Regions from separate parts of the Muntiacus reevesi genome. Here region 2 is linked to region 1. The links are chromatin contacts, called in public Hi-C maps. All regions are on one chromosome and are shown on one strand. The core of a region is the stretch at or near the end of the contact, and the rest is flanking DNA. Distances in the headings are between cores, read along the strand shown. Region 1 holds the start of PSMG4 (proteasome assembly chaperone 4). Region 2 holds the start of NQO2 (N-ribosyldihydronicotinamide:quinone dehydrogenase 2).

Region 1 (3,576 bases), core at 729-3,228:
TCACCTCCCCGCTTCCCTGAACAGCACCACCCGGGTGCTCCGGCAGCTGAGCTGCGGAACCTACCTAAGCGCTGGGCGAGGCCGGTGGACATGGTGTCAGACGCGTCCCCGAGGAGGGCAGTGGACAGGGGGATGGAGTCCTGCAAGGAAAACAGAGAGCGGTACTGGTTCTTCTGCAAGGTCCAGCCTCCTGGATCACCTGGGCACCCAGGGTCCCACAGTGCCCCTTCTGGTCGCAGGCCAGCCTCCCCTGCAGTGGGCCTGTGTCGCCCAGTTCGGCAGCCTCTCCCAGGAGCAGACAGACCTGCCCCGTGAAAGGCTGGAGCAGCCCAGAGGGGCAAGTGGGTGCAAAGTCAGAGGGGCGGGGGCACCCCAGCCGTTACAGGGCCTGGAGGTCCATGCAGGCTCTGAACTCTGGAGGGTCTGAGTGCAGGGATGACAAGGCTGATGCTGTCAGCACCAGGCTGAGCCACGTCCTCCAAGAGGAATGTCCAGGTCCTAGCCTCCTGACCCCAGCACCTGCGAAGGTGACTTTATTTGGAAACAGGGTCTCTGCAGATGTAGTTGAGACATAAGCAAAGTGAGGCGGACCCTTCCGCTAACAGGACTGGTGTTTTGGGAAGAAGGGGACAGACTGAGATGCACAGAGGAGGCGACACTGGAGCAGGACTAGGGTGACGAGGCTGCCAGACAAGGGGCCCCGAGGTGTCAGCAGCACCGCAAGCCCGGAGACGGGAGGAAGCAGCCCGTGGATGCCTCAATTCCGCCCTCTCTGCTGTTCTCAGCCCCCCAGTCTGCGGCCCTTGGATACAGCGGCTCTGACACACCCCATAGGTGGCAAAGCGGACCTCGGCCTGGGGAGCGATGGTGCGGGGCCCAGGTGACAGGTGAGGGAGGTGAGAAGTGGCTGGATTCCGCGGGAGGGGCGGCCCTGGAGGTGCGGCCGGGTCTGGATAGCCCAATAGGACACCAATTACACCCCCGATGGGACTGGAGAGCCAAAGAGCGGGAGACAGGTCCGTGAGGGAAACGTAAACAAACGCGGTCAGCGAGGAACCGGGAGGAAAAAGGCGGGGACACGCCACCCCCGGCCCAGGGAGGGTGAGAGCGGACAGCAGAGGTCCCGCGGGGACCCCGACACTCCAACCAGAGACCGGGCGGGGGGTACCAGCCGTGCGGCGGACAGAGACCCCCGGGTGGGCGGCGCAGCCCCGAGCAGACCCGGCCCGCCCCCTCCCCTCCCCGCCCCCTCCGGGACCCCAGCGCCCCGCCCCCCTCCTCATCCCCTCCCTCCCCCATCCCCCCTCCCCTCCCCCGCCCCTCCGGGACCCCAGCGCCCCACCCCCCTCCTCATCGCCTCCCTCCCTCCCCCGTCCCCTCCCCCGCCCCTCCGGGACCCCAGCGCCCCGCCCCCCTCCTCATCCCCTCCTCCCCCTCCCCTCCCCCGCCCCTCCGGGACCCCAGCGCCCCGCCCCCCTCCTCATCCCCTCCTCCCTCCCCCCTCCCCTCCCTCCCCCCTCCCCCCTCCCCTCCCTCCCCCATCCCCCCTCCCCTCCCTCCCCCATCCCCCCTCCCCTCCCCGCCCCTCCGGGACCCCAGCGCCCCGCTCCCCTCCTCATCGCCTCCCTCCCCCCTCCCCTCCCCCGCCCCTCCGGGACCCCAGCGCCCCGCCCCCCTCCTCATCCCCTCCTCCCCCTCCCCGCCCCCGCCCACTCACGTAGCGCGTGCACATGGCCACGGCGAGGTTGCGCAGGTGCGGCGTGGCCCCCACCCAGAGGAAGAGCGAGTCCGTCAGCCGCATCACGTGGAAGTGAACGAGCTGCTCCCACAGCCTCGCGCTGAAGTTGTGCAGGGACACGTCCCCGCCCGCGGCGGCCTCCGGCCGCTCCATCCGCCCGGAGCGCGTCCGCGCCCGTCAGCCCGCCGCCGCTACCAGCCGCGAGCAGGAAAGCGCCGAGAGGCCGAGCGGGCGGGGCCTTCCGGGGGGCGGGGCCTGAGTGGGAAGTTGAGGGGCGGGGCCCGGAGGGGCGGGGCGGGGCCCGGAGGGGGCGGGCCCTGGGGCGGGCCTTTCGGGGAAGGCGGAGCCTAGGTGGGACGTTGAGGGGCGGGGCCCGGAGGGGGCGGGGCGGGGCGGTGTCTCCATTGGGCGAAGTGTAGACTCGCAGGAGCACCTTCCCGGGTGTAGACGCGTGGTCCCGCGCTGTTTAGTCGGTGCCACAGCGCTCAGCGCGGCCGCCTGTGTCCCGCGAGCGGGGTTACACTTTCTAAAGCCCTCCTGCTGCCAGCAGCCCCGTACCTGCTGGAGGCCCGTGAGAATGGCAGTGATGTCGGGGGCTCTCAGAAGAGCTGCGTGGGTTGAGTTAGGGGCGTGGGCTGGCGCGCCTTTGGTCCAAGACCCCAGAGCTGGTCTCTGTACAAGCGTGGGCCTCGGCTAACGGTTCAGCCCCTGAGACTCAGTCTCCCCGTCTGCCGCTCCGAGACGGGGGCCGCTGTCAGCCCTGCTGGGGAGCTTGACTTGAGTCACTCTGGGACCTTCAGAGGTGGCACGGGGACCCTGCAGTGTGTTGAGAGTGTCTTTGTACTAAAAGCACACAGCGCCCACTCTTGTCAGATTCTGTTGCAACTATCTGGGGTTTAAGGACAGAGCTATCAGTTCTGCCTTTTAAATCTCTAATAGGTCTAAATTAAACTGACAGTTAAGAAGGTAAGTATTGTGAATAAGTTTGCTCAGTTCGCTAATTAATGATTCAATTTATAATTTTCAGGTCAATATTATAATAGATTAACAGCTTTATTAAGAAATAAACTACAGTAACTGCACTGGTCAAAGTATACAGACTGAAGCTGTGACACGTGTAACTCATAAAATCATCACCACAGTCAAGAGGGTACATGTCCATCACCCCCAGAGACTTCCTCAAGCGCCGGGGAACCCTTCCTCCCTCCCCACCCCAGGCACTGTGCTGCACTCAGTCACAGAGTAGTTTGCATTTCTCGAGTTTCATGTAAATGGAAAGTACAGTGTGTACAAGTTTTTGTCTGCCTTTTCTCTCCTCCCAGTTATATTGAGATTCACGCAGGTTGTTGCATGAGTCAGTTGTTCCTTCCTTTGTGTTGATGATCACGGCTCCGCTGGCTGGACACATCGCTGTGTGTTTAGCCCTCACGCAGTGGTGTCCACTGGGGCGGTTTTCAGTTTGGGGATATTGCAGTCAAGCTGCTGCAAACACGTGTGAATGCCTAAGTCTCTGTGTGAACATGTGCTTTCATTTCCTGTAGTTAAAGACCTGGAGCAGAGTGGTGGTACCATGTGTAAATTCTTAAGAACCTGACAAGCTGTTTCCACAGTGACTGTACCACTGCATGCTCCCAGTCTTTTTCATTTAGCCATCCTAAGGAGTATCTCAATGTGATTTTAATTGGCATTTCCTTAATTATTAATGAACTTGAATTTGCACTCTACATCATACACAAAGTGAAGTCAAAATGGTTCAGAGACGTAAGTGGGAACCCTAAAACTGTCAAACTTGCAGAAGACAGAGGAGAAAGTCTGTGGCCTTTAATCAGACCAAGATT
Region 2 (3,576 bases), core at 652-3,151, 150 kb after region 1:
GAGAGCCAGGCTGCAGGACACAGCACAGGAGAGGCCCCCCGACAGAGCGCGCTCTGGCCCCAGACGTCAGCAGTGCCGCAGTTGAGAAGCCCTAATGTACAGCATATGCATAAAATAACATGAATTTTTATCTTATGAAATGCAAGGATTTTCATGTTATAGTGTTGAACAAAAAGACGTCACAGCGGGATGCATGTGTCATGCGGTATTTCTAACTATGGTCACTCTCGGGGCTCACTCAGTATCTATTGATCGAGCAGCTATTATGTCCCAGGGGGTCATCCCAGAGGCTGGAGGCAAAGCAAAGACAAGATAAGCATTCTATTTTGTCGGGGCTGAAATGAACAATAAAACAAGTAAGAAAATACAAAACAAGATAATTCCAGGTTGCAGTCCACATTATAAACAAGTTTTATACAGGAGTGTTGTCTGGAGTTTTTATAAAAAAGTATTCAATTTCTAATAAATTTTTCATTTAACAAAGTTTTACTCCCCCATAGCTAATAGTTACCTGCCATGTCCCAGGAAGATGGGTATTTTTCTCTCTGAATCCTGTTGGGAGGAGGGTGTGCTGTTAGTCCTGGGTGCAGGGGGCCCTGAGCTCTCAGGCACGGTCACTCTCAGTGATGCCAACGACCTAGAAGAGGAAACAAATGCTGAGGGAGGTAGGCAGACTCGGTGGGCAGCAGTGGGCAGGATGAGGCAGGGGGAACGGCAAGCGCGAGGCAGCGTTGGGACTGGCCTGGGGTGCTCAGAGAGCCGACAGAGCGGACATGCGGATACAACAGAGCTGGGTGGTGCGGAATTTGGTCCAAGGGGTGGGTGGGTCAGTAGTGCGGGGGTGAAGACTTTATCCTGAGCCTAGCAGAAGCCCCCGGAACATGTCTGGAGAGTGATGGGCTGCAGACTCAGGGAGCATCTGGTCCTGAGATCTCCGGGGTCAGGGCCCAAAGACACTCTGGTTTGGGAAGAAAAGCTTTCATTTCAGTGACCACAGCAGGGGAGGCATCCCCTTACCGCTCTGCCTGGTCCAGGGTACCTAGTTACATCGCCTGCCAGGCCACTGCAGGCCTTGGAGTTCTGACTCCTCAGGGGGCCCAAGTCTGCTAGTTGTACGGAATGAGCCACTGAGGCCCAAGAAGCAGGCCACTTGTCCAGCACTTCCCTACTGACCTTGCTCCACAGCAGGGAGAGCCGTCTCCTTCCGTGGAGAGAGCGCTCTTACCAGGCCGGCAGGAAACAGAAGCGGGCGGCTGTTAAACTACATATATCATGCCACACCAACCCGGCTGACACCTTTTATGCACTCTATCTCGTTCCATCCTCCTCGACTGCTCCTCTCCTTGTCTTCCCTCCGTCCCCCCTGCTCCATACACAGCAGCGCAGGAAGCACACACCGAATACCCGTCCCTCTTCTGGATTTTCTGGCTGAGACCCTCAGGGACTAAGGTTGGAGAAGCAGAGTTTCGGGTCCTGGCACCCGGGGCAAAGGCCGAGCCGGAGCCCCGCGGGCCCAGGCCGGGTCTCCGCGCCGCCCGCTCGCTGACCCCAGGCGGCCCGCTCCCCGTCCGCGCGTGGGGTCAGCGCGGGCCGAGTCCAGGGCGGAGGGCAGCGGCCGGGGACAGCGCCGGGCCTGCGCACACCTGCGCCCCAGGCCTCGCACGTGCAGGGGGGAAGCTCGGGCAGGCGGGGGTGGGAGCCCGCGGAGACCCTGGCCCTGGGGAGCGGCCCCCAGCGAGCGCGGACACTCACCTCGGCCAACTCGCCCGAGAGGAGCGGCAGGACGAGGCTGAACGCCCGGCGTCCACGCCACGTTCCGCCGCGCGGACTACGCACTCGCAGGCGTCGCGAGCGGACAATGCGGCCGCGCTCCGCGGGGCTGGACGCTGGGACTCGGCGGGGGCCCCGCCCACGGCCCGCCCACGGCCCGCCCACGAGCGCCGAGGCCACGCCCACCCCGCCTCTCCCCGGAGCGCAGCCCCGCCCCCGACCTGTCTGGACCTCTCCTCGCGCTCGGCGGACCGCCCGGCATAGCCCCGCCCACAGCCCTTCGCCCCGCCCCTGCCCTGTCCCGGCCCCTCGGAGCCGGCCCGGGGGCTCCGCGCCGCGGCGGCTGAAGGGATGGCAGTTCTGGGAAGGGGGCCGCCGCGTCCGCCCCTAGGCCCACCGAGGGTCAGAACACTCAGCCGTAAAAAGGATGAGCGATCGGGGTCCCAGCAGCCGGGGCGAATCTGCAGAGAATCACGCTGCATGAAAATCGCCAGTCCTCGAGGGTTCCCCCGAACGATCACGTTTAGGCAGCACTCTTGAGATGAGATTCTAGAGGCGGAGAACAGGTTAGCGGTTGCCAGGTTTCTGGTGGGGGGGTGTGATTCTAAGAGGGACCTTGTGCTGATGGGAATGTGCGGTGTGTGACCGTTCCGGCGGTGGCGTTGTTCTGTGGTCTGGCCCGACGTTCTTATTGGGCAGGCTGGGGGTGAAGGGCACACCGGCAGCTTCAAGGCCAAGGAGATCCCCGGAGGGCAGAGAGGCACCGAACTGGAGCCTGCAGACGTGTGGGGGAGGGCTGCTGGTGGGCACTTTGGGCCGATTGTCTCTTTCCCCTCTTCCCAGCACTTTCTGGCCTGCGCCACCTCACTTGTAGACCCCCTGCCATTGGGACTCACTCGAGGACCCTCCCAAACTCTGCCTTGATTTCTGGTGTCCCGGGATGGCCCTTGGGGCTCTCCTGGTGGCTCAGATGGTAAAGAATCAGCTTGAAATGCAGGAGACCCAGGTTTGATCCCTGGGTCGGGAGGATACTCTGGAGATGTTCATGGCAACCCACTCCAGTATGCTTACCTGGAGAATTCCATGGACTGAAGGTCCATGGGGTTGCAAAGAGTTGGACACCACTGAGCGACTAACTCTTTCACCTTCAGGATGGGCCCAGAGAGCGAAGGCTGGTTCCCCTTCGAGCATAACTTTCCTGATGCAAACAGCTGCAGCTGCGGTTCCCACATCAGCGTTGGGGCGGTCTGTCCGAGGCTGCTGTCTTTCTTGGGTTCATGGTGAGGACACGGCCTCTCTATGCGTGCCGTGCCCTTGTGCCAGCAGTGGACAGGCCCCTTGTCTTGTGAGCCTGGGAGGCGCTGGGGCCATTGTCATTTTAGAATGACCTTTAGCTGGGGGAAAAGTTGTAGAGGCATTTCCAAATGTACCAGAATGTCCTCAAAGGTGAGATCTGGTTTAAGTTTTCTTCCCTCTTTGTTGTCAGACTGAGATGATGTCCGCAAATCATCTTTGAGTCACGTGAAATGATTGCAACTAAGAAAGGCGGATGCAGGGACTCTGGGGTAACCTTCCAAGGAGGGTGACTGACGCTGTTGTCCCTTGGGAGGGGGGTGGTTCACGTCTTTGGTGCCCTGAGGTTGTGGTTGTTTATGCTGTCCTGTTTCACTCTTGCAACCTCATGAACTGTGTAGCCTGCCAGCCTCCTCTGGGATGTCCCAGGCAAGAATACTGGATTGGCTTGCCATTTCCTCCTCCAGAGGATCTTCCCAACCCAGGGATGGAACCTGCATCTCCCACTTGACA

Evidence for each region. A called contact is a pair of places that touch in the nucleus more often than the background predicts.
Region 2: a contact with region 1 is called in a Hi-C map of muscle, with 15 times the contacts expected there. The contact joins the promoter of NQO2 here to the promoter of PSMG4 in region 1. A contact is called at or near these places in 2 of 3 Hi-C or Micro-C datasets (blood and muscle).

Annotation. Positions count from the first base shown.
Region 1 is chr20:50,549,514-50,553,089 of mMunRee1.1, forward strand. PSMG4 (proteasome assembly chaperone 4) reads right to left here and starts at 1,979. Exons shown (of 3, transcript XM_065913369.1): 1 at 1,718-1,979; 2 at 65-140. The coding sequence starts at 1,891.
Region 2 is chr20:50,704,012-50,707,587 of mMunRee1.1, forward strand. NQO2 (N-ribosyldihydronicotinamide:quinone dehydrogenase 2) reads right to left here and starts at 1,902. Exons shown (of 7, transcript XM_065913408.1): 1 at 1,753-1,902; 2 at 512-637. The coding sequence starts at 518. All of the region lies in intron 1 of LOC136151943 (a long non-coding RNA gene), which reads left to right.